6 separate regions of the Mus musculus genome follow, and regions 2, 3, 4, 5 and 6 are each linked to region 1. A link is a contact called in public ChIA-PET, HiChIP or PLAC-seq and promoter capture Hi-C data. All regions are on one chromosome and are shown on one strand. The core of a region is the stretch at or near the end of the contact, and the rest is flanking DNA. Distances in the headings are between cores, read along the strand shown.

Region 1 (4,138 bases), core at 692-3,191:
TATTTGTGTTTTCCACCAGGGAGTAGAGGCTCCATCTGGCAGATCTCTCCTCCTCCTCCTGTGCAGTGCTAAGGGGAGGTCCGACAAACCTTTAATAGGAGTGTTGGCTTTCACTGTGTTCTATTTTACAACCACAGAAATCTGTCAACTCTCAATTTTTCTCAGAGACATTCTGTTAAATTGATCAGAAAAAAAAAAGACAAATCTCACAAGAATATTTTACAGAAATCTGAAAGTTTCAGCATGTTTTGTATTCCCTTAAATTTCCTCTTGACAAATCCTGAACGTGCCCTGGGCAATTGCTTTTCTGGCTTTTGGCAATCTGACCTCCCTGGGCAGTTGTTCACCTCACCTTCAGCACTCTGACCTCCTCCCAGGAGCTGGCAGACCTGTGGCAATACCTTCTCCTCCTCATTCCTTCCACGTTAAAGGGCATCTCCAGGGATATTATAGTGGCAGGCTCAGATGCAATAATAATCGAATATCACACAATTGCAGGTGATGAGACAGAGTTTTGATGCTATTCAGGTTTAACTGCAGTTATGTCTAAAACTAAGTACCATGAGAGACTGATGAGAAGAGAAAGGTAATTTTGTGACTGCCCACATTCAAGTGTTACACTTTCTGTTAAGTTTTGAATGCCTAGCCTCTGTGGAAAGAACCATAAACAGTGATAACCACATAGCTAGAAGAGACAGTTGTAGGATAATCCATAGTGTGGCTAGCAAGAACCAGTTCTTAACATCACTTCTGGTTTAACAAATCAACATTTGGGCACATATGGTAATAGGGGTAGCAATACAAAATCTTTATCATATTTTGTATGCTAGGTAGGAGGAATGTTTGACACGGTACAGCGGAGCACGCAGGGGACCACCGACTGGGCCCTCCTACTCCTCCAGATAATTACTTCGGGAACTGTTGACATGCACACTAACAAGTATGTTGGGTTTTTGTTTTGTTTTATTTTGTTTTTTATCATTTTATACCTTTTTTTTTCCCCTGCATGCATGCATGGTACAAGCTTTTGTCTACTGACAGGAAATTCTGCCACTTACTGATTTAGCTGTCATTAAAAACTTAGCACTTTCAGTAGAAATGCTTAGGCAATTCTGTGTGTCCGGGTTTTGTTTGTGAGAATAAAATGGGGTTTTCTTTCTTCTCAGTGAATTATTCACAACGGTTCTTGACATGCTGGGTGTTTTAATCAATGGAACCCTGGCTTCTGACCTATCAAGTGCTTCCCCCGGGGGATCAGAAGAGAACAAACGTGCATACATGAACTTAGTAAAGAAACTGAAAGTAAGCTTGTGATCAGCCTCTACTCTGAAATCATGTTGTTTATGGATTATTGTCTTAATTTCCTCCTCATTAATCTACATGTGTAGCTGATTCAGCAGATTGTGGTTATTTGTTATCTTACCTACTCTGTCAGTCCTTCAAAATTACAAGCATGATATTTGAACGATTTTTTTCTCTGAAAAGGTGTGCTCAAATAAAATGTGTTTTAATTTTTAAGGATTTTAAAAATGCATTATCAGATATCTAACCAAAACTCCAGTGTCAGATTTCCTTTGAACCCATGCTTGGATTTACACATGCAAGTGGGAAAAAAAAAAATGAGCTCTGCATTGAATTTGTAAATCCACTAACAGTCCTGGACATGAACGGCAAATAGACATTGCAAATACATAATCTGAAGACGTTACAGTAAAAAAGCTGATGGTTACCTTGCACTGTGACCCTGGATACGGGAAAGTGTCCGTGCGGCAGCTCCTGCTGTGTGACAGCAAATGACACTGGCGTTTTGTCATTTCAGCACTCTGATTTGTCATGGAGAACAAGACTGCCTTTGTGTGCACCCTGATTTTCTACTTGAATAGAAGAAATGAAACATTTCACCAGTCCAATTTGCAGCTGTTCCATAGACTGCGCTAAGGACTAAAGACATACTAGCCCTAAAAAAAAGGAAATGTGTCACTGGGGAACTTCCTTCTTGTTAGCTTTTGCTTCATTGTAAAGTCAGAATTTTTGCCTCACTTCTCTCTTGCTTTTACATTTTTCCCCCCTCTTTCTTCTAGAAAGAACTAGGAGACAAGAGGTCAGAAAGCATTGACAAAGTTCGACAGTTGCTGCCTTTGCCAAAGCAGACCTGCGATGTCATCACGTGTGAACCCATGGGTTCTTTGATCGATACAAAGGGAAACAAAATTGCTGGATTTGACTCTATTGATAAAAAACAGGCAAGAGTAAATGTTTTTTCCCACATATATAAATATATCTAGTTATAGAAGCCAAGTGACTTTTCTTAATTTTCAGTGGTATAATTTTTGTCATCAAAGCACAATAGCTATTGGCATTGCAAAAAGAAAAAGAAAAAAGCCATTATCTTCAAAGATCTCCCAATTAAAATGCTTATCTGGACTTCAGGGCATTTCTAGAATCTACCAAAAACTTAAGTAACAGCTTAGCATAAGAAATAAAAGTAAAATAAAATTATTATTTTACATCAGGATAGGAAACAAGCTATGTTTATATAAGAAAATGTGTGCTGATAAGAATTTTCATTTGCTGAGTAAGCAGTATTTAGTAAAACTTGTGTTACAACACTACGTAGTCTCTAAGAAGCAGTATTAGATGGGCATTTGCTTTCTATACAACGCTTTGGAAGGTTCTTTAAAATAACAGAAAGGCCAGCCTGAGTAGCCATTGGCACTGCAGCAATGGAGATGGTGGAGGGAATCCCTGCCCTTAGGGGGAAGTAGATGCACTTTTACATGCAACGGGACGTGCAGGTCAGGTCATGATGGCACCAACGGGGAACGGTTTAAGTCACACAGGCAGAGGTAGTCAGAACAGGGGTCCTACAATAGTGGACACACAGACCATCCTGACGGACTAAGTATACAGAAAAGTATAGGACAGGTGGGGAAAGTTTAAGGAAAGGCAAGAAAGGTGACTGTTAAGAGGAAAAACCATGCCACCAGAATTCAGAGTTAACTCAAATGCCATAGCAGTGTGGCCATGGGAGGGGAAAACCAGAAGTCACAATAAGGGTGACTTGGGCTTCTTTCAGAAGGCATCCAGGAGCCATTTAGATGTGAGTTCTACTCAGGAGAACGATTTCATCACATGGCAGACAGCAGTGGGTGGTGACATTACTGGTAGTGTCAGAAGAAGTCACACTTAAAGAGGAAGACAGACAAAAACAGATATGCTCACATGGGGGGCGGGGTACCTTGGCCGTTTTGAGGAGAAATGTCTTTAAATAGGTATACTTGCAAAATTACTAAGAAATGTTACCCATTAGTATTACAAATAAAAGCATGCTATTTTTCAGAAACAAAATTGAATTCCTTACCTGGATTCAGTAAAGATACCTTGGAATTGAAAGACTTAATTTGTGTTGTACCTGTTTCTGTAATTAATTTTCTCCCAAAAAATTTTATTCAGAGAAAGCCACATACATGTACATGAAATATATACTAAATTGAGTTCATACATCAGAGGCAGACTATATATTGACTTTTAAATCTTGTATAATACTAAAAATAATGGATTCCTGAGATGGTTCTAACAGCAACTTTACAGGATACTTGAGAGATTATATTTTCTACAACATACTTGAATGAGAATGTCATTTTATACTAAAATATTTTAGCTCACTTTTAGATGCCTTAAGGAGTGTCAGGTGGTACAGAGCACTGGAGAACTGAACTTGCAAAGTCCTGAACCCCAGTTCACACTGCTTAGATGAACATTCCTGTCTACTGAGTTCCCTTAGCTCGTTCCAACCTTCCAACCGCACGCTTTCAAGCTTGCCCTGTGGGTTGGGGACAGGCCAGGTTGTGTTGTCACAGAACATTCTTTTCCCACAGGGTCTCCAGGTCTCTACGAAGCAGAAAGTGTCCCCATGGGACCTGTTTGAGGGTCAGAAGAACCCAGCCCCGCTGTCCTGGGCCTGGTTCGGCACTGTCCGTGTGGACCGGAAGGTGATCAAGTATGAGGAGCAGCAGCACTTCCTTCTGTACCACACGCACACCATGCCCAAGCCCCGAAGCTACTACCTCGAGCCGCTGCCCCTACCTCCTGAGGAGGAAGAGGAAGAACTCACGTCTCCAGTTTCTCAGGAACCAGA
Region 2 (4,138 bases), core at 1,224-3,723, 1.3 Mb after region 1:
CTTACGAGCCCTCTGCAGGTCAGCTCCGGTAATGCAGGAGTGGCCATGGTCACTGGCTTTCCTACATTAGGATCCACTCTGAGCTGTAACCCACCCCTAACACAGTGTTCATAATTGGTGACAGCTACATTCTATCCATATGTAGGTTTTCACTGTATTTAACTTGGTGAGATTTAACGAGGCTGATTTTATTGGTGTGCTGTCATTATTGTGTCAAGTCAGGGAAAAATTTCTTCATCCTGAATGTCTTTATGAAGGCATTTGCCTTAAGTAATTCCTATAGTATACAGTGACATAAACATTTCAGTAGCTTGCTATAGTAAGTATCAAGTGGGCTTTCTTGGAACTCATTTTAATTTACAGCTATGAATGCAAAGAGAAAGGATATTAATTAGCTTTCAATCTTTTAGGACTCTGCTAAATTTATAACAATTCTTCTATGTGGTCTGAGATTCCATACCCTGTATCTGACTGTGTGCAACAGAACACACATTTGCCTAGAATGTTCTTGGACAGAAGTTTAATGCATGATCACCATGCAGGACTGACCCTGTCATGGTGCTGCCCTGGCCTCTAGCACACAAAGGGAAAGCCTGAAGTTAGCTGCTGTTCAGGGTTTTGTGGAGAGACAAATGCCACTGGACCCAGTTTTACACATGGATCCTTCTTCATAATACACATGGAATTTTTGTATTTCCTGAGGGCAGCTGCTTCGCATTGGAATAGGCTTGAGGTTTGAAATGGAAAGACTTATTCTAGGCTACTTCATTAGTCAAGGGCCACAGACCTGTCAGAGTAATTAAACATGGTGTTCAAAGCACATGCTTGGAGGACTAGCTATGTTAGGGTGAATGTATCAGTGTGAGCTATGCTATGTTATAAATTTTTCCCAGTGAATCAATGTATACATTAAATAGTCTATCGTTCATATTGTTCTTAGTACAGATGTGTACACAATGCAGAGCTGTCATGTAGGATGGATGCTCAACCATGGTATAGTCCTTTGGGACCTTATGCTCTCATATTAAAGAATGCCATTTACACATAGTAGATCCCTGGCTTCTCTCCATTGAATGCAGTAGCATCACCCCAGTGTGTCCTGCCCGCTGACAGCCCATCCCATGTTTTTTAATAATTCTGTGGCATTTCCTGGGAAATGTTCTGTCAGGCTTCACATTCCAGACATTTTCTGGAGAAGGTTAATTTCCATTGCTGAGTGCCCCACAAGTATGGGATGGGCTTGTAGAACACTGAACCTTTCTTCTGAGAAACCGACATCAAGTGACCAGGCCAAATGCTATCTCTTCTGTGCTCAAAAGACAGTGTAATCATCACCTCTCACAGCCCACAGATTTGGTCAATGTGCTGGCTGTGGGGCTCTGTGATCCCCTGGGACATCTGTGTCTGCTCAGATGATAGGCACTTATATCCTGTTAACACTTGAGAACAGACCTTTCCACTATATCTGACAGCAGTTACACAGTGTGTTTCTCAGACACATTTCTAGGATTGAGTCACAAAGGTGGAGACTGGGTGAGCACAAACAAGTGTCTGTACTAAGATATTTAAGACGTTAAACCACAAGTATTCTAGATGCCAATCTTCGAACCCCCTCTGGAGATATGAATGCATATTCTGCCTGCTAGATTTGGAGAAAAACAATGACTTAGCAAATATCAGTATACTGAAATCTTCTTAGACTAAATTAAAGACAGAATTAAATAGAAGTTAAGGAAGAAAGAATGAATGATAGATGAAGAATAAATGATAACTCTGTAAGTAGAGTATCAATTTGGAATGGAGACTTGCCATTAAGTTTTGCTTTTTGTTTCAATTTGCAGCCAATGTTTTCAGTTGCACCAAGCTTAGCCACCAGTGCATCAGCAGCCTTTAACCCTTACCTGGGGCCTGTTTCCCCAAGCCTGGTTCCAGCAGAGATCTTGCCGACTGCACCAATGTTGGTCACGGGGAATCCTGGAGTTCCAGTGCCAGCAGCTGCCGCAGCTGCTGCACAGAAGTTAATGCGGACAGACAGACTGGAGGTAGGATAAAGAGTTGAACCTTCATAGTTTCCATTACAGTTCTTCAAGTGTTTGTAGCCAGAGTGACTTTAAACTGAATGAACATGTCTTGGTTCAGTGTTTGTGCAAGTTTGCTAGAATATGGTTATGCTGTTTTGGTTAATGCAACAATTACAAAATCAGTCAGCATCTATGTCTAGGTTCCTCAGGGAGGGCTTGGAACTGGGATCAGCGTGTCTGTTTCTCCACTTTGTCTTAGTATCCTTAAAATCTTGCACATGATGCTAATGCTCAAACCTCAAAGAGTTAGAAAAAATGTTTGGCCCAGAACAGTTGCTTCTTGAATGTTTCTTGTAGTCATCAACACAATATAATGATTATTGGAGTGAACAAATAAATGACTGAAGTCCAGAGGATCTCATAAACAGGAACACATTGGCTGCTGTGCACGAACTATTACAAAACTCTCTGCAGATGTTGTCATAACCTCTGAAGTACTTCCATTGAGGCAGGCGGGTGGTTTTATGAAACGCACCCTGATAAAAGCGTTTTTAGTAGGCTGTCACATGATTGTCATTGTCTTGGGGCGGAGGATAAGCAGACGCACACACTTTACTGTTGTGACTGAAAAGGAAATTAGAGATAAAGTTCTAGTATGACATTACTATTCAGAATTTTAGCATGGCATGAATTAACAGCCTTGATAAACAGTTTCTGTAGAAAAATGGCCTAGTAAGTAAAAACTGAGTTGCCTCTCCTGTCTGTCTGCTTAGGACGGACTTGGGGCTGAGATGGCCTGGGTGTACTAATTACAGGGAAAGTAAAGTAGGGTGCACTTGGAGGGCCTTGACTCTAATAACTTTCCAGTCTGTTAGAAATATAATAAAATGCCTTATTTATTCATTATACTCTATTGAACGTATTAGAAAGGATATCATATTGTAGCATTTTGTGAGGATGTGCCAGATACAGCCATCACATAGCCTACCTTTAGAACAACCTGATGGGAAAGATGCTGTCACTACCGTTGTGTTGCAGAGGAGTCAGAGCAGAGCAAGAGATGGGAGGTAGCCTATCCTTGCTGTAGAGATACACTCTGCCATTTGGCTTCTCATTTCCCAAGTATAGTAATTCTCTAACAAATGCTGTCCGCAAATGAAATAGGGCAGCATCTGAAACAGTTTTCTTCCCCAATCTTCCTAAAGAAAACACAGGATTCTTAATGCATGACTGTTAGTTGATTAATGGGACTCAAATAGTCTGAGAAGAAGAATGCCAACATAGTAATTATTAATAGGTAACAATATTCAAAGCATTAAGAGGATATGCTTCAAGCTGAGCTACTTGCTCAAAACTGCTCATTCCCTTGAAAGTTTGCGTAGTTTTTTTATACTTGTATTTTGTCATTTTGTTTTTCTTTCCATGAAGAGCTGCTTGTGAGTTTTGTCATTTGCCTTTGCTACTTCCTAGGACAATCTCTCCTGTGTTATGTGCATTCCTGATAGAAGTGAGCATGCCCTTGGTTCTGTTCCCAAGATCTAAGTCATTGTCACAGTCATAGTTGGGGCCTGAAATAGGAAACATGCATGTGCCTCTTTCTGCTCTGCAGTGTGATTCCAGAACTTAAACACACGCACGCACGCACGCACGCACGCACGCACGCACGCACACACACACACACATGCACGCACACATAAGCACACACACTCACACATAAACACACACACAGGCATGCATGCACACATACAACCTTGGTGCTCCTTGGAGCACTGGAGGGCGAAATCCATGAAAGGAATGCCTACAGTTCTTTTCTCAAGGTTGATACTATGGTTATTTAGAGATTAAAGCCACATTCCATCTTCAACTGAATTTTGATTTTCCTCTGAGGTAAAATTGGTCTAATTCAGCTAGGATCTTGACTTTGTTCTTCTTGTTATATCTTTTTCTCCATTTCTACAATTTGTCACACAATAAAGTGATTTCAGATTTGTTTATAATCCCTTAGAAGACCTAGCAATGGCAGTACCAAAAGGGATACAAAGGTCTGAAGTTGCAAAGTAGGAACCCAGTAGACACTGCTTGTAAGGTAGTTAACTACATATGCTTGGTTTGTCAGA
Region 3 (4,138 bases), core at 704-3,203, 1.3 Mb after region 1:
TTATGTTCCTATTTTTGCTTCTTTGAACCCCACTATTAGAATTTATCCCCATATCAGTTTTAAGGAATCAAAATGAAGAAGAGCGGTCCGTGTTTAAAAAATAATGTCTTCATGGAAGTGTGTGCTGGGTTACTGTTTCAGATTTGTTCAGTATTCAAAGCTACTGTTGAATTCCTGCCTTTCTCCTACATTTCCATTTCTTTTTTCCAACTTCTCATACCAATGAGCATTCCTCCCTTTGACCTTGTCATTTGCATTAGAACACTTGCTTCTTTGGACCTTAGACTATCATCAAGGGATCATAACTTTTCATCTAGCTCCAGAAGTCTAGGAGAGCTGACCACCTTGAAGGACTCACTTATTCGCTGCCTTTAGCTCTTGTCGATATTGTTTTGCTTTTATAGCATACTGTTAAGCATGGGCCAGGCATGAGCACCATGACAGTCTCCAAGAAAACACCCTTACACACTTCAGGGCGTTACAGAGTATATGTGAGAGCCAGAAAAGCAAATTGACCAATGAGGTGTTGGCATCGTAATTGGAAGCAATGAGAAATAGCACACAGTTGCACGAGGCGAGCTGAATGTCTGTCCCTTCCCACCCCCACCTCATAGGCTCATAGTAGAGCACATTTTGAAAATTCTGAGGAATTCATTCCAATTCTATTTTGGTAGGCAAGGAAAATTTAGAAAATTGGTAATAAAGTATTGCCAGTCTCTACTGTCATCTCAATGAATCACAAACTTTAGCTTCTTTTACTGAGCATGGATACAAACACAGAATCATTGAGTCCCATAATTTTGTTTTTTAAAAGTGTATCTGTTCGTAATGGAGAGAATTGAAATTTATACGTGGCAGGGGTAGCAAAGTCATTTCTCTTTATAGTATCAGGTTTTAGGAAGCTCCATTCTCCCAAAATATGGCGCTCATTCTCTCTACCAAAGGAGCCATTTCCTGTCAATGTCAAGGGACAAATGGCCAATGGGTGTTGACTGTTGACCAACCAAAACCAGTGCTGGCCTTTAGGCTCTTTCAGTATAGCAGCACAACTATTCATGGCTCTTTTCAGCGCTTCTGATCCTACCTCCTGCTTTAAACTCCAACTCCTGGGCTTCCCTCTTTCAGCTTCCCTCTCTCCCTCTCTGTTCCTCTTGTGGTCTGGACTCTTTCAGATGCCTTTGGCTGTGTCCTTCTTCGTATCTACAATTAAAGTCTTTCCATCAACAACACTTCGGAGTAGTCAAGTCTTTAGTTTATAAATCTAGTGCCTAAACCCTCAGTTTATACATCTGGTCCTGAAAGCTCTGGGTGGGAGCACAAATGGATCCCTCCCTTTCAAGGGGTCTTGCCTTTCCTAAGCAAACGAAGCTGCAGACTTGACTCTCCTAAGATACGCATGTATCTGTTTTGTTTTTATTTATTTAATTCTAGAGTCTTCCTCTTCCTTGCTTCTTCCTTTCACCTTCTGTACTTCTGCTGTGGTATTCGGGGCAGCTCTCTGGCTCCTGGAGCCTGCTTCCCCCTCCTGGGTGCCCTTCACAAATAAAGGCTCTCTCTCCCTCCACCTCCTCAGTCCTCTTCTATTGAGTAAATTTAACTGCAGCACTATCTGCTTTGTCTCTGTTGACTTGCTGGAGCTTACTATTACTATAAAACCATTCTTCTCAGCCTCCTGGGCCCCTGTCATATAGAAAATGGATGCCTCTCCTCTGTGACTGGAGATATCTCTCTCTCTGACAAATCTCTCAGTGCATTTGAGCATGCCCCAGATTGAAGCTCTTGTTGCACAGAACACTTATCCTCTCCCTCACGCCTTTCTCCTTCACTGCATGTTCTCGGCTCCCTCCGAGCTTCCTCCTCTCTGCTAGAAGCTGCCTGCGTGGTCTCTCTCCATAGCTTGCTAGAACCCGTTGTTTCTTCCTTTACCTTCCCTGACCTCTGTGATACAGACATCCTCTGGGGTGGAGTTCCTGTTTGCAGCCCTGTCCCTCCTGTCTGTCAGCTTCCTCCTAATTAGAACCCTCCCTCTGGTGGAGTTCCTGATTTTTCCTTTTTCTCTTTTCCTCTTTGGAGCCAGAGACTGTATGAAGCCATGATGTCTGGCTGAAAAAGGTGACCTTAGTTTAGTGCAGTAGCGCCAAATCAATTTGCAAATTCCCACATATTGTAAAACATTTGCCATCATACAAGCAAATATTCGACAAAAGTCTCTTATCTCTAAGCTTTTTCTACTTTCCACTCTAGAAAATCTTTTATCTCTATGCTTTTTGCTCTTTGCTCTCAAAAATTATTTTAAAACTATTATATAAACTCTGTAAAATTTGGAACAAAAGTTAGCTTAAAATTTGCAACCAAAAGCTAATACGTTAAAAAAAAAAACAAAAAACAAAAAACAAGACTATACCTAGGTAATCTTAATTTTCTCTGTGATACTATATGTGTAGCTCGGATTCAACATGTTTAGGGAAAACACACACACACATACATATGTATGTATATGTGTGTGTATATATATGTATGCATATTGAATATATGAATATGTATGTATATATATTCAACTCTTGTTAAGTAAAATAGATGTTTCTAAATAGTAGCCACCATGTGACTGCACCACCATCTTCTTTAAGATGACCACGTGCTATAAACCAGCTAAGGCAGCACCCATAAAACATTTTAGACCTCTTGAACCCCAAGATTGTCTTTGTGTCTCCTTTTCACACAAAGGAAACAGCTGCAGGTCTTAAAGACATTTTGGATTAGGATGACTCTTTATATGATAATGGAAAGAGTTAAAATTTATACATGGCAGTAATAGCAAAATGACTGTTCTTCACTTTACTCGAGACATTAGAAACAGTAACTCTAGGCTAAGGACCTTAAGGTGAGCCTTAAACAATGCTCTGCTTTAGGAGAGAAAGAGAGAAAAAGGGGGTCTGGAGAGAAAGAGTTGGGGGCTATGTGACTTATTTTATGAAATAAAATTTCACGCATCTTTCTAAGATAAAAAATTTAGAATGCAATTGAAAAATTAGAGTAATATTAAAGGGATAGAAAGTTTAACCATATGAGCCCTTGTACATATTTACACTTTATTTCAAGTGCTGTTTGAAAACTCTAAAGAGGGGTGGGGATGAATGGAAATCTTCTGAAATTCAGCATACTTCTCCTACCTCTGCCCATGAATAAACAACTGTCCTAGAATTTGTATCTTTGCAACCACAAAAGGGCAGAACACCTAATGTTAGTCATTAGTTTTTGAGTAATAAACGTCTGATTTAACTTTTCTTAACCACTTTCTATTTTAGTATGCCCTGGCAAATTACGTAAGAGCCATAATTGGGTGAGCTCTAATGTCTGGGCAAGGAACTCACTTGAGAAGAAGAGAGATCTGTTACAAAAGCAGCAGCTCGGGACATCTCAGTGTCCTGCCAGCACTATGGTATCCCTATGAAAAACAGCTGCTCCAGCTTGGTACAGTAATGTAAGAAAAGCTTCTAGAAGATGCAAACATATTCCTCAGGGTCCACACTTCTGTCAGGGACTTTTTTATGTCATATTTAAGAAGAGAGTGGCTACAGTTTTCTTTTTTAATAGGGTATTACAAATGATTTTGAAGTTTTGATTTGTGCAGGTGCAGGCCTGTCGGACTATTCACCAAAGAGTAGTCCTGGTAATTTCTTATATTAATAATTAGAGGGGGTTTTCCTGCTGTTTATTGTGTCAGGATGGCTTTGTGTGTTCCCTTGGCCTGCTTCACTTGATCAGTTTAAGCAGCTGTTTTGCCTTAGGTCATTAGGTAGTAAATAACCACACAAACTGCTATTAACTCTTGGATTTGTTTAATGAGTGCAGTCTTTTTATACCCTTAGGCCATCTTGCCTGGCCTAGGTTCCTGACATCTGAACAGGCAGCTACAAAGACACCAAGCACAGGAGTAATCTTTGCTTATATTCAGGTCCCTTCCTGACACTTTAGTTCAGCCTGCAATACTCCATCTTAACTCTCTGACCTGGCTACTCTGCACAAAGCCTTCTCCCTAGCCTGATTGTTTTATTCTTAAGTCAGCTGACTCCTCTGAAAGCTCTACACAGTGTTCTTAAGTCTATTTTACTGTGAAGGCCTCCTGGCTCTTTGGATT
Region 4 (4,138 bases), core at 1,106-3,605, 1.2 Mb after region 1:
TTAGTCACCCTGCAGTGTTAGAGTTGATAGTTTCCCCTCTTGTACTACACGGAGGTTCAAAGTTCTGTTTTTTACTGCGTTCAATTGCAAAGGGCAAATTTTCTAGCAAATGGGGGGAAAAAAACCAAAAACAACCCCCTCCCCCCAAAAAACCCAAAACCAAAAAACCCAACAAGTCTCTAACTCTGAGTGGGTCTGAGTGCAACTGTAAATTAATCCTTCAAACAGGATTAGGTCTAGGCAGTAGGCAAGGAAGCTAGCTCACACAGCAGCAGGTGCAAAGGTAGCCTATGCTTTCAGGAAGCCAGAGCTCTTTGATAGAAAATGGAAAGCAACTGAAAACAAGGAAAGGCTAGAAACAATCCTGTAGGCTAAGCTAGCCTTGGGAGTTTCCCAAGGCCCATCCCTTCCTCCATCCCTGCATGAGTCAGTTTTCCAGTGGGTCTACACCCATTTACCCTTCCTTTGCCAACATCCCTGAATACATTCTCAGTAACCCTCTAAGCATTTGCCAAAGATCTTTCTAGAGTGCAAGTCCAGACTCCACCCTATCGCCCTGGTCCTGCGAACTAGTTCATAGTTTGCTGAATAACGTTGAAGTTCCTGGCTTCCTTCTCTGCCGACAAGTTAATCTCCTTTTAAAGAAAGGAAACAGATGACTGTATTGATTCTACAGGGCATTGAAACAGATAGGCTTCTTGCACGTGCTCTGCACTTTGCTCCACCGTCCCAGGGCCCACTTGTGCCACACTCCCTGTGCCTATGATTGTGTGCACGTGGAAGCCAGGGGTCCACATTAGGTGTCTTCTGAAATTTACCTTCCATCTTATTACTTACTTTTTTGAGTGTCTCTCATTGAGTCTGGAATTCAGAGTTAACTGGCTAATGGGCTGTGAATATCTCCCATTCTCTACCTGATCCCAGCACTGTGGTTACAGACACTTGCCTAGATGTTCGGAATTTGAACTCAGGTTCTCAGACCTGAGCTCCAGCTTCTTTACGCAGGAGTCATCTCCCTAGCCAGCTAGCCTATCCAGGCAACTCTCTTTTTATCTTAGCAACTTCTGCACATCCTTCAAGGCGCTGCTTGCATAAGTTCCTCCAGGGAGCCTTCCCTCCTTTTCTCAAGGGCATTTTGGATATTTGCCTACCATCTTAGCACCAGCTGGCTGGTGCTCTTTTCTACCATGCTGCTCCAAAAAGTACAATCCGTGTACTCCATCCTCCTGCACTTACCTCCATCCTACCTATACTTAACTACTTCTGCCATAGCTCACATTCCATCCAGTTGCTGGAATGAATGCTGAGAAAGTCCTCAGGCGCTGGTGGTTACTAATTGTCAGTTAGAAACTCCCTGTCTCTGTTCTCTGAGAAAATGCTACTGTCATTCTACTTTGTTTCCATTGTTGGGGACTTGGGAACTTTTAATAATTAACACTGAGAAGTGGTACTAGTTAATTAATTAATTATTTCAGGAAGGGATCAGTAAGCAGCAAGTCCGTGTTTCATGGACCAGCAGAGGATCAAGATCTGTTACTAGTACCTCTGCAAACTAGTGGAGTACTTTATTTATTTATTTATTTATTTACTCCGCCTAGGAGAGTGTGCCTGACCCACTCAACAGAAACAGGGAGGGAGAAATCCAGTTTGCATTCACTCACCTCAACTCATGTTCAAACCATGAAACAAACGTTTTTATAGTTAAAAATCATCCCTGACGAAGTTATCAGAATTCCTTGAAATTCACTGGAAATCCCGTCCGCAGATCTTCAAACTTTATCTCTTCTCAGAAGCCCAGAATTCTTTTCTTTCAAAGCCAAGTTACAGGACAGCAGCTAATGAACTAGGAGCTGGTGTTTCATTTGCTCAGGCGGGCAGTTGCCCAGGGCTTGTTTGCGTGGGAGTACCTCTGCAGCGCCTAAGATGTTATTTTATTTTAAAAGAGGGAGCCCTGCTTGCTTTCTGTACACCACACTGCAGAGTTGGAAGTAAGGGAGCCTTTAAACTGCAAGTTTTATTTGCCGATAGGACAGGAAGGTGGCCTGGGTTTGTGTTTGGGTGACGATCAGTTTTCTCGCAGAACTCCAAAACTGTGAGTGCTGAGAAAGATACCCACCAACACCCGTGCAAGCTTCTTTCCCGCCCTTCGCCTTCCAGGTTCCAGGCGATGCGCTGCTTCTGCTGCTGCAGGCCGGGCAGCTAACTCTAACCTTCCGTCTAACCTTGCGGGCCTCGCGGGCTGGGCGCGGAGCCCCGGGAGCTGGAGCGGCGGTGAGCGGCGCGGGCCCGGGCGAGCGAGCGGGCGGGCGGGCGGGGGCCGGGGCTGCGCGTGGGAGCTCTGCGCGTCCGCGCGCCTTCCTGGCGGGGCTGGCGCGGGGGAGGGGCCGCGCAGCGGCGGAAACCGGCGCGCGGCGATAAGAGGCTGCACGGCGACATGCCACAGTCTCTCGCCGCAGCCCGTCGAGTCGGGGCGCTCGCCATGCTCCCGTGACCCGGACCCGGCCAGTTCCCTTTCCCGTGGCGGGCATCCCGGAGTCGCGATCCCACAATGCCCCGGGCAGTCGGGGCCCCGGCGGGCAGCCTGCACGGCCACGTGAGAGGTGAGTGGCGGGGCGGCCGCGCATTGTTCTGCGCTGCGGGCGGCGCTGCGGCGGCCTCGGGTGGCGCTCGGGGGTCCCCGGGCCGCACCGCGATCGCGCGCTGCGGCTACCGGCCCTGTCCCGCGCCTCCCTGCGGGCCCCCGTGGGGCGCCGCGGGACAGGACTAGTGGCCGGTGAGCCGGGGCAGGTGCGTGGCCGAGTGCTGTGAACTCGGTGACCTCTGCCAGGGTCGACGGGGGGCGGCCACTGGTCGCGCGGGTCCCGGCCGCGCCCGCATCCCTCTGCCGGGGCTGCCACCCAGCACCGGCTTCATGTGGGCCAAGTATGTGCACGCAGAGGTTAATGCTCTGCTTGCCACCCATAAATTACGCATGACATGTTTAGTTGGGCTGCCTTATATGGAGAGTGCTGTATTTCAGTCCAGTGTGCTTTTTGCCAAGTTTACAGGGAGGAAGACGCCCTGCTTGAGAGGGCTGCCGCTTTTCCTCCCTTTCTGGTGGTTTTGTAGTGCGTCACTCAAAAACTGTAAGAAAAGTAAGTATAGAGCTTTCCGGGTGGAGCCACAGTAGGCTGGTAGAACAGCTTTCATGATAAGTAGTCAGTATATGGACTGGTTTTTTAAATAAAAACAAGAGAAATATGAAACCTTTCCTCACTCCTCCCCCCGCCCCCCCAAAAAAAAGACCGAGTCTGATGTTGTTAGTAATGTGCCATATGAGAATACTTTGATTTTAGAGGATGTAACGTGAGATTTAAAGAAATTACACACACACACACACACACACACACACACACATACACACACACACATGCATGTATGTATAAATGGAGCTGAAGCCTTCCTGGCTAGCCCACAGCATTTTACAGCTACATGGGTGTTGAGACAAGCCTATTACGCTGCTAAGATGGGTTTATGTGCGGTATGCATCCCCAGGATTAAAAACAAAGTTAGAAGCAGCCTGGAAGGTTATTGCCACTGTTTTAGGTTTCTGTGTCCACCAGCACAGGCACAGACCATAGCAAGTGATTAATAAAGTCTGCAACACTCTGAGCTATTTCACAAACAAATTAATTCAAGGAGAGGGAAGTCATAATTACGGCCTTTGGATACGCAGGTCTTCTGCAGCATGCTTTGAAATAGTACACTAGTGGGCATGTTAGACCTCCTTCCTGGGTTTCAACACAGTGTTCATACAAGGAACTTACTTAGGCCATAACTTTCCAAACCAGGCTGTCTCTGTCTATGGCTTTACAATGTTGGTGTTGTTACCTGGTCCTATTTGTAAGATAAAATTCTGATCCCCAAAGATAAGTTGAAGTGAAAGTTCAAGGACTGCAGAATCCTTGAACAATTTAGTTCAGGAGGCAGATGTGTTAACTATGTAGTTGGTAGCCTGAAGACAATGAGTTATTTCACAGCGGGAGAAAGCACGTGGCTGTCACTTCCATCTTTGCCTCCTTAAAAGTTGGTGACAGCTAAACTAGCTTTCAAGAAAGCCATCATGTTCCAGTTTCTTGTATTTGTACAGGGTTACACT
Region 5 (4,138 bases), core at 462-2,961, 1.2 Mb after region 1:
ACTGGGGACCAAGGTCACTGAAGCTTCCAGGCCATCTACTCTAGCTTAATCAGTTAGCTTTAGGTTCAGTGAGAGACCTTGTCAAAAGGTAAGGTAGAAAGGTATTGAGTAAATCATACATTGTTAACCAATATGTAACCATTTATGTATATCTATACAAAAATGTCCACATATGAACACACACACACACACACATCTTAGAAATATCTTCATATTATGGTGTAAAGTGCAAAAGCATGCAGTGATGTTTTAAGTTACTTTAAATAATCTCACAAAACAATTTAATTTGTTATATAATATGAGTTTATAGATAAAATTTGATAAGAAATGAATAACAGGGATCAAATATACACAATACACAACATAGGTTATGCTCTGAGTGGTATGGCTAAAACCAAGATATGCATATCCAATTGATCACACAACTTACATCATGGGTAGCAAAACAATGGAGAGAATTTGAGTGGACTTTTTGTCTTTATGTTATATTACAATCCTTAAGAACGTACCTTTTGTTTTGTAACCTTCCAATAATATTTTTAGGTGAATATTTAAGGCCCCCCTTACAGATGAGGAAATGTCACAGAAATAATGGTTGCCTTGCTTAATGAATAATAGAAGCAGATCTTTGATTTTATTTTCTTCCACATTACATGGAAACACCTAGGACTTTGTAACATCAAAACTTCTCCAGGAAAACATGCATTCTGAAGGGAAAGATTAAGAATTGGTTACTATTTGCTAATGGAAACTTCAAGTAGAAACATGTTGAAAATACAGTGTGATGAGACAATTTATCAGACTAAATTATGAGAAAAAGCAGTATCTAACATTTACACAGCTAGAAGCTCCTATGAGAAAATCAGAGAAGGCGAGGAGGAAGCCCAGAATGGAAACTCAACTTCCAGGGAGAGGAAGTGGTCAGTAGAGGGCATGTGCTGAAAAGTGATGGCAAGAGAAGCCTTTAATGTGTTTGCAGTTTGGTGACAGAGCTCATTTCCTGACTAACAAGGAGACTTGGTGAATAAGAGGAAGCAAGAATACAAATGCAGAAGGACAGTGTGACACGAATAAACTTAATAGTGTTCCACTTCCTCCCAACATTAACCGTGGCAATAGAGGATGTATCATCAAAACTTCTCCAGGAAAACATGCATTCTGAAGGGAAAGATTAAGAATTGGTTACTATTTGCTAATGGAAACTTCAAGTAGAAACATGTTGAAAATACAGTGTGATGAGACAATTTATCAGACTAAATTATGAGAAAAAGCAGTATCTAACATTTACACAGCTAGAAGCTCCTATGAGAAAATCAGAGAAGGCGAGGAGGAAGCCCAGAATGGAAACTCAACTTCCAGGGAGAGGAAGTGGTCAGTAGAGGGCATGTGCTGAAAAGTGATGGCAAGAGAAGCCTTTAATGTGTTTGCAGTTTGGTGACAGAGCTCATTTCCTGACTAACAAGGAGACTTGGTGAATAAGAGGAAGCAAGAATACAAATGCAGAAGGACAGTGTGACACGAATAAACTTAATAGTGTTCCACTTCCTCCCAACATTAACCGTGGCAATAGAGGATGTATCATTTTGTGTGTGTGTGTGTGTGTGTGTGTGTGTGTGTGTGTGTGTGTGTGTATCAAAAAGAACTGGAAGCAGAGGCTCAACCAGATACTTGCACAACAATGTGTAGGTCAGCACCCTCCATAACCCCCCAAGGGAAGAAACAACCCACTGTCCCCTGACAGATGAACAAAATGTGGCATATTCACACAGCAGAACTCTGGCCAAACTTGAGAAAAGAAGGTAACTTGGACAGAGGCTAGACACTTATGAACCTAAATGAAATAAACCAGACACAGGAGAGCAAAGACCATGTGAGTCCATTTATGTATAGTACCTAGAATAGTCAAGTCCTGGAAATAGAATAGTGGTTGCTAGGGAGCACAGGGAGGGCAGGTTGTTGTTCAGTGTTCATAGATGAGAAAGTCCTGAAGGCTAAGAGCTAAAGGTTCCAAAAATGTGGATGCACTTGATGGCTTCAGAAGGTACAGATAACATGCTAAAATGGTGAAATCTATGTTACATTTGATACAAACATAGAAGAAAGACACGAGGAAACAGTGTTGGTAATTACCTCAAAAAATTCAGATGAAGAAAAAGAGAGCAGTAGGCTGGATTAGTTAGCCAGAGCAAAAGTTGGGAAGCTGGCAAAACCTCAAGCATAGTCACCAAAATAAATGCACAGAAGCATAAATGCTCATCTTCTAGACAGAAGAGACAGAGTACTGATGTCAGGAAAGAGACGTAACTTCTGTGGTCCACCCATTATCTAAAATGGTAATATTTCAAGATTTTCTCACAGTAGAAGCATGAGAACAATTGGCACCAAACCCTACTTATGCCAGTGAGTGTTTTCTGTGTCCTTACCATGAACATTAATTACATCACCATGAGATCTATTTTCTTCTTGAATTGCCAAGAGTGTTCGCCTTTTCCTTTTGAGGGAGTCCTTCATGGCTTCTCTTGGTACATTAAAGTGGGTAGAGCATCACTATTCTAGAATGTTGGGGTCGTTATCAAGTAAAACAGGGTTACTTGAGTACAGGTCCTAAGACAGTGTGGCAGGGCTACTAAGAACCAAAGTAGATAATAATTGACTGTGGGTAGGTAGTGCGCACAATGTGGGTCCACTAGGCACATAGAGGGAGTCTGGCATGGGATTTCATCATGCACAGAATTCTGGCAACTTAAAATTATATATCTGTTTTAGTTAGGGTTTTATGCTGTAAAGAGACACCATGACCATGGCAACTCTTGTAAAGGAAAACATTTGGTTGGGACTGGCTTATAGTTCAGAGGTTTACAGTCCATTATTTTCATGGTGGGAAGCATCGCAGCATGCAAGCAGACAGACATGATGCTAGAGAAGAAGCTGAGAGTTCTACATCTTGATCCACAGGCAACAGGAGACTGTGTGCCACACTAAGTATAGCTTGAGCATAGGAGATATCAAAGCCCACCCCCACAGTGACACACTTCCTCTAACAAGGCCACACATAATCCTCATAGTGTCACTCCCTATCACTAAGCATTCAAACACATGAGTTCATAGGGCCATACCTATTTAAACCATCACAATGTATCATTTCCATAGTTTTCCACATAATGTTTTTGAATTGTGGCTAGACACTTGTAATTGAAACTTTAGTCAGAGAACCCATAGATGAGGGGACACTACTATATCCACAGGTGCTGAGGAGGTAAGACTGGGCCTATAGGCCTAAATGATTCTGATGTTATATTCACAAAATCATGATACAAAAACAAAATCACCTAACTAATAATGAATCTCAGCAGTGGCATTTCCTCGGGGGACTATTCTGTCTGTATTTCACTAATGAATTCAAATCAAATTTTATGTGATGTCACTTGGGTTTATTACTGTTTGTATCTTTTGTTTTTGTTTTCTTTGTGTGATATTTCACGACAGGAAAGGGTCTTAGTTTGTTTCAGTTATTTTACTTCTTGTCAATTTATGTTAAATGTATGTGTAATAAGATGAAAAATATTTCCATTTTTAGTGATTCACCCATGCATCTGTCCATTGACTACACCATTAAATACAAAGCTTGGGGTATGGAATTAAGACCTCTGGGGATTTTTCTCCTTCTGTGTTAGCATATTTATTATTGTCTTTGTTCTATTCATGCTTGGGCAAATTATGGTGGTGAGGCTTCATGGGTGTAGCTTCTGACATTCCCAAGAGATAGCGTCTCAGCAAACTCCCTGGTTTTCTGTCTTACTATCTTTATGGCTCTTTGGAAAATATGTCTGAGCCTTGGGTGCAGAGTTATATTGTAGATTTAGCCATTGTAACCATATACAAAGAACTACAGGCAACTAATGTAGCTTGACAGCTTGAGAAATCAAATACCGAATGGCCAGCCCTGAAAACATACAAATGATGTTATGCAGATAATACCTAAGTATTTATAGATATATGTTAAATACATGTATGTGGGTGTGACAATTAACAGAGAGACCATAAACTTGACACAGAGCAAGGAAGGGGTATGGGAGGGTCTAGAGGGAGCAAACAGAAGAGGGGAATGATGTAACTATTCTCTACAAAGAAAGGAAAT
Region 6 (4,138 bases), core at 976-3,475, 1.1 Mb after region 1:
TGGGGGTCGCAAAAAGTACAAAGAAAGAAACAAACCACAGGTGGAAGAAAGGAGGAGGGCTATCTGGCCCTAAGAATGAAAGTATAACCTGCCATCTACGGGATGCTTGTGCCATAGATAAAAGTCCTGGGAGAAAGCGGCTGAGTGCATCAGGTCCCCAAGGCTGCAGTTACAGAAAAGGAAAGCAGTATTTATTGCTAGCCAACTGTGGGCCGTGGTCTAGTCTATCAGTGCTTTAAATGCATTTCTCATTTGTCCTCACTATTGCCTATAAAACAGCATTGTGTAGCCTTTTATGATGAGGATCTGAGCTAGCCATTGTGACATATCTGGTAAGTGTGGCAGTTAGGAATTAAAGAGGCCACTCTTACTCCAATGTCCATTTTGCTCCCTGATATGTATGTGGGCTTTCTTCTGCTGAAAAACTGAGAACAATAAAATGTGTTTAAATTAATCCTGTACCTAGTTCTAATTTCTGTCTATATAAAAAAAAACAAAACAAAACAAAACAAAACACAAAACAAAAACAAGAAAAACCCTTTCAAAACTAAACCCTTTCACTCCCTTGTCTTAAGAGTCCATAATATAAGCATTATCATGGTAAACATCTAAAATTCAAACTGTATCTTGTTATTTCCTTAGATTTCTCTGGAGAAAGCAAAGACACGTGAAGAGTGTTACTTGCTAATCTCTTTCCTTTGTTTCTCGGCTTCCCCTTAGAAAACAAGTTTTCGGTAAGCTACATGGTCTGAAAACACACAGCTTCATCACGGTTCACAAATCCAATTGTTACGTTTTTCTGTGAAATTAGTTTTAATATTCATAATTACTTACACAGATTGCTGATTATAAAAAAAGTGTAGCCACTTATTTGGAAAAGAAAAATAAGAAAATAAATCTCCAAATCCTATAAGTCATGTAATATATATATATATATATATGTGTGTGTGTGTGTGTGTGTGTGTGTGTGTGTGTGTGTGTGTGTGACTTGTATGCTTAAAAATGTTTTCTAAATGTTTGTTTCACTTCAAGTCATATGATGTAATTTTTCCTTTGCCATTAGAAAATAGCAACATAGCAGTCAACGGTTACACAATATTTCATCATACACCTATGCCTCCTTCTTTTACGTGTTTATAATCCCCCTAGGGAAAGAACCACATGCATCTATTTCAGTTGCCATTACTAGAAAAACAGGACTAATGAGAGAAGACCTGATTGCAAAACAGATACTTCTCAACCTAGAAACTGGGGAAAGGCACAGCCAGTGTATAGCTGAGGGCTTTCAGTGGGGGAATCACTTAAAGTGGCCAAACTGTGATCTGCTCTGACACAGAGACTGGATTCAGTTACATGCTGTTGATTGCTACTATAGAAATATTCAATGACAATGACATGCCATTTTATCTTTATAGAAATAGCACTCACTTTCTCTCTTCCTCTCTCTTCTTAGATATTTTTACAGGTATGAGTTTTTTGCTTTCAGTGTGTGCACCATGTGAATACAGTGCCTACTATGGACATCAGAAGAGGACATCAGATCACCTGACACTGGAGTTACAGAGCCATTTGTGAACTGGCACGTGGATGTTAGCAACCAATCCCAGGTCCTAGGCAAGAGCAACAAGTGTTCTTAACCAATGAACCATCCCTTCAACCCAGAAACCATTTTCTAGAAATATTTTAAGCCAATTTAGGAATAAAAGAAACTTTCATGTCTTTATATTTCTATGATAAAGGAGGTATTTTTTTTCAGGAGGAAAATATTGCTTCTGATCTAAAGTGGAATACACATTGACAGAAGCTTTCCTTACCATTGAAAGTAAACATATTTAACTATATTTTATTGCTTCATGAAACAAATCTCTCTCTCAAGTCTCTACTCACAGGCAGCTCATGATTGCAGTCATATTTGCTTTTTGTGAACTTCACTCACCTAACCAGCAAACAGAAGCTCTTGTCATCCCTGAAACTGTCTATTTCTGTGTTAAAGAACATTACTTATGTAACGTCTGAAGAAAGGTAACCAGAAAGGTAACGTGATAATCCTGTAAATGAACACAGCATTGGCTGATTGCCCTTGTCCCTCCCCTTCAGTGGATCTTTGGATGTATGATCAGAGCAGGAACAGAGAGGTCCCAGCTGACCCCTCCTGATCCAGTTCTAAGTGGCACGACTCTGCTCTCCGTGCTTATCTTAAAGATCACTTTGTTGTCTTCATGAAAAGTCCACACACATGTCTGAGGCCATAGTGCTCTGCTTTGTTGATAGAATGTCTGGCATGAGCCACAGACGTCTTGGAGCAGCAACTGTTTTTAGTGGCAAGCTACCAGGACTCTAGAAAAAAAAAAAAAAAAAAAAAAACCTTTGCATTTTTCCAAGCAGCGGCTGCATGCCTTCCAAGCCTCTGTTCATGTCTGCCTTTAGAAGAAGCTGAAAGTACCTCTCTCAGTGACAAAAAGAAAATAACTTCTCTTTTCTGCTTCAAAATTATTTGATATAAATAAGATGTGTCGACTGCCTCTACTTTCGTTTTCACTCCACCCGACTCAGTCCTTCCTGTCTCTGCCAAACTAGGAGACTTTCCCTGGGTGTTCTTAAAAGGTCATCTCATTTCAGAAGAAAAACAAAAGAAATAGGGATAAAGCACACTTCTTTTTTCTTTCCTATTTTCAAGTAACTTTGTGAGAAAGAACCAAAATATGTATAGACCTGATTGCAAATTCCCTGCAGTTAAAATATAAGCTACTTAACACTAACTGTAATGTTGCCTGCCTCACAAATGCCTTCTCTGCTGTCCAGGACCTTGAAGAAAGCCATAAAAGGGAAGGAATATAATTTTGTTTGTTGGCACTTACTGAAAAGCTAAAATAGAATAGTAACAGCAATCCCTTTTGCCAGCTCCCCACCAAAGAAGTTGTGAGATCACAAGTTACAGGGGCAGTGCAGGGCCCATGTTCTCAGCTGTGTTCCAGAGCAGCTGACAGGATCAGTTCACCAATATCAATCTAAAGCAACACAGAGCACTTGAGGATATCTAAGATGATTTACAGAATGCACAGCTGTATACATGGATGTAGTGCATTTTTAAAATGTAGCTTTAATTGGAAACATGATAGTCCTTTTTCACTTCTTGGTAAGAAATGGGATTTTTTTATGTTAATTATCAAGTATGGAAATACCAGATTTGTAATCATGCATTTTGTTTTCTGGTTAATGAACTACAAAGACAATATATAATTTATAATTTATTTTTAAAAACTCCAAAATCTTTAAGAAAAGTTGAGATGCTCAGACACTGGCTAAATCATGACAATAATAAATGACTGTTATCCTGCAAAGTTATTGCTCTTTGTAAATGGGACTCACTGAGTGTCTGGAGAGCAGTTTAGTCCTTCGAAGCCCAGTAGTTTATATAGTGAGACTGTACATATGTTTTAAGTTTCTTATATTTCCAATTAGGTAAATTATTTAGAGTTTTGACCCAAGTAAGAAAAGTTGAAAAAGAATACCACTGTGTCCAAACTATAAAAATTAGTAATGGCTATGGGAAGTTTTAGTTTGTGTAGTAATGCATACTTCAGCTCACATGAAAAGAAGCATGTGGGCTACTGCAGACATCATTACATAGGTGTGGGTTTTCAAGTATGACTATGAAAACTTTGAGGGATCATCTTAATTTCTTTTTAAATTATAATGTTCAGTCTACATTGTGGCCAAGAGAACATAACTGGAATATGAATCAAATTATGTCTGTGTTTTTGTTAATAAAAAGAAAATTAAGCCATTCTAAAATTACTTTCCAAATCTGCCTGAAGAGGATTTTTTTATTATTATTTAAACTCAAATATAAAAGATCTTGTCAAAATATGCATGCAGAATTTCTTTCTTTGGAAGAAACCTGCTTCCTTTGAGAACAATGTCTACGGTCAAGGTTCCAATCTCCAAATATCTTTAATGTAGAAAGATTGATTTTAAAGAACCCTCATTGGGTAGCTTAACCGGTATGTTGTTCACCTTTCCCCAGTGCCCTCCCACATTCAAGTCCATCTTGCCTCATACATTGGGTCCTTTTCAGACTGTCTAGGGGAGCTACCAATGGCCATAGCAACGCAAATGTTATGTAAATTCCATATTT

The links. Promoter capture Hi-C pulls out the DNA fragments that hold promoters and counts their contacts. ChIA-PET counts read pairs in DNA pulled down with a chosen protein or histone mark. HiChIP or PLAC-seq counts read pairs in DNA pulled down with a chosen protein or histone mark.
Region 2: a promoter capture Hi-C map of liver shows a contact between it and region 1, with 4 times the contacts expected there. The contact joins the enhancer-like site here to the promoter of P2ry12 in region 1. A contact is called at or near these places in 7 of 39 promoter capture datasets (the 3T3-L1 cell line, 3T3-L1-derived adipocytes, cranial neural crest and 4 more), 1 of 484 Hi-C or Micro-C datasets (CD8 T cells), 2 of 115 datasets of contacts at active chromatin or transcription factors (large pre-B cells and microglia) and 1 of 9 other capture datasets (macrophages).
Region 3: an H3K27ac HiChIP or PLAC-seq map of microglia shows a contact between it and region 1, with 14 times the contacts expected there. The contact joins the enhancer-like site here to the promoter of P2ry12 in region 1. A contact is called at or near these places in 5 of 39 promoter capture datasets (the 3T3-L1 cell line, cranial neural crest, embryonic stem cells and 2 more) and 2 of 115 datasets of contacts at active chromatin or transcription factors (large pre-B cells and microglia).
Region 4: a promoter capture Hi-C map of hippocampal neurons shows a contact between it and region 1, with 4 times the contacts expected there. The contact joins the promoter of Mbnl1 here to the promoter of P2ry12 in region 1. A contact is called at or near these places in 11 of 39 promoter capture datasets (the 3T3-L1 cell line, the C10 cell line, cranial neural crest and 7 more), 1 of 484 Hi-C or Micro-C datasets (CD4 T cells), 5 of 115 datasets of contacts at active chromatin or transcription factors (astrocytes, large pre-B cells, microglia and 2 more) and 2 of 9 other capture datasets (liver and macrophages).
Region 5: an RNA polymerase II ChIA-PET map of memory CD8 T cells shows a contact between it and region 1, with 6 times the contacts expected there. The contact joins the enhancer-like site here to the promoter of P2ry12 in region 1. A contact is called at or near these places in 8 of 39 promoter capture datasets (the 3T3-L1 cell line, the C10 cell line, cranial neural crest and 5 more), 2 of 484 Hi-C or Micro-C datasets (CD4 T cells and pre-B cells), 5 of 115 datasets of contacts at active chromatin or transcription factors (bone marrow-derived macrophages, large pre-B cells, memory CD8 T cells and 2 more) and 2 of 9 other capture datasets (liver and macrophages).
Region 6: a contact with region 1 is called in a promoter capture Hi-C map of pre-B cells, with 8 times the contacts expected there. The contact joins the enhancer-like site here to the promoter of P2ry12 in region 1. A contact is called at or near these places in 3 of 39 promoter capture datasets (hippocampal neurons, liver and pre-B cells), 1 of 484 Hi-C or Micro-C datasets (CD8 T cells), 1 of 115 datasets of contacts at active chromatin or transcription factors (large pre-B cells) and 1 of 9 other capture datasets (macrophages).

The regions. Positions count from the first base shown.
Region 1 is chr3:59,261,044-59,265,181 of GRCm38.p6, forward strand. P2ry12 (purinergic receptor P2Y, G-protein coupled 12) reads right to left here and starts at 1,942. Exons shown (of 5, transcript NM_001357008.1): 1 at 1,731-1,942. It overlaps Med12l (mediator complex subunit 12-like), which reads left to right. Exons shown (of 44, transcript NM_177855.3): 33 at 831-940; 34 at 1,167-1,302; 35 at 2,082-2,243; 36 at 3,879-4,138.
Region 2 is chr3:60,601,853-60,605,990 of GRCm38.p6, forward strand. It overlaps Mbnl1 (muscleblind like splicing factor 1), which reads left to right. Exons shown (of 10, transcript NM_020007.4): 4 at 1,842-2,042. Among named protein-coding and RNA genes, the nearest start is that of Mbnl1, 100 kb to the left of the region's middle. Within about 2 kb of position 2,474, at least 82 of the 459 cell types and tissues checked have an H3K27ac peak or open chromatin away from gene starts, as enhancers often do. A contact at or near this core is called in CD8 T cells and liver, where this site is marked.
Region 3 is chr3:60,578,993-60,583,130 of GRCm38.p6, forward strand. The region is part of intron 2 of Mbnl1 (muscleblind like splicing factor 1); the gene reads left to right. Among named protein-coding and RNA genes, the nearest start is that of Mbnl1, 80 kb to the left of the region's middle. Within about 2 kb of position 1,954, at least 52 of the 459 cell types and tissues checked have an H3K27ac peak or open chromatin away from gene starts, as enhancers often do. A contact at or near this core is called in microglia and neutrophils, where this site is marked.
Region 4 is chr3:60,498,824-60,502,961 of GRCm38.p6, forward strand. It overlaps Mbnl1 (muscleblind like splicing factor 1), which reads left to right and starts at 2,356. Exons shown (of 10, transcript NM_020007.4): 1 at 2,356-2,600.
Region 5 is chr3:60,467,885-60,472,022 of GRCm38.p6, forward strand. No RefSeq gene overlaps it. Among named protein-coding and RNA genes, the nearest start is that of Mbnl1, 31 kb to the right of the region's middle. Within about 2 kb of position 1,712, at least 51 of the 459 cell types and tissues checked have an H3K27ac peak or open chromatin away from gene starts, as enhancers often do. A contact at or near this core is called in bone marrow-derived macrophages, liver, macrophages and 2 more, where this site is marked.
Region 6 is chr3:60,406,511-60,410,648 of GRCm38.p6, forward strand. No RefSeq gene overlaps it. Among named protein-coding and RNA genes, the nearest start is that of Mbnl1, 93 kb to the right of the region's middle. Within about 2 kb of position 2,226, at least 225 of the 459 cell types and tissues checked have an H3K27ac peak or open chromatin away from gene starts, as enhancers often do. A contact at or near this core is called in CD8 T cells, liver, macrophages and 1 more, where this site is marked.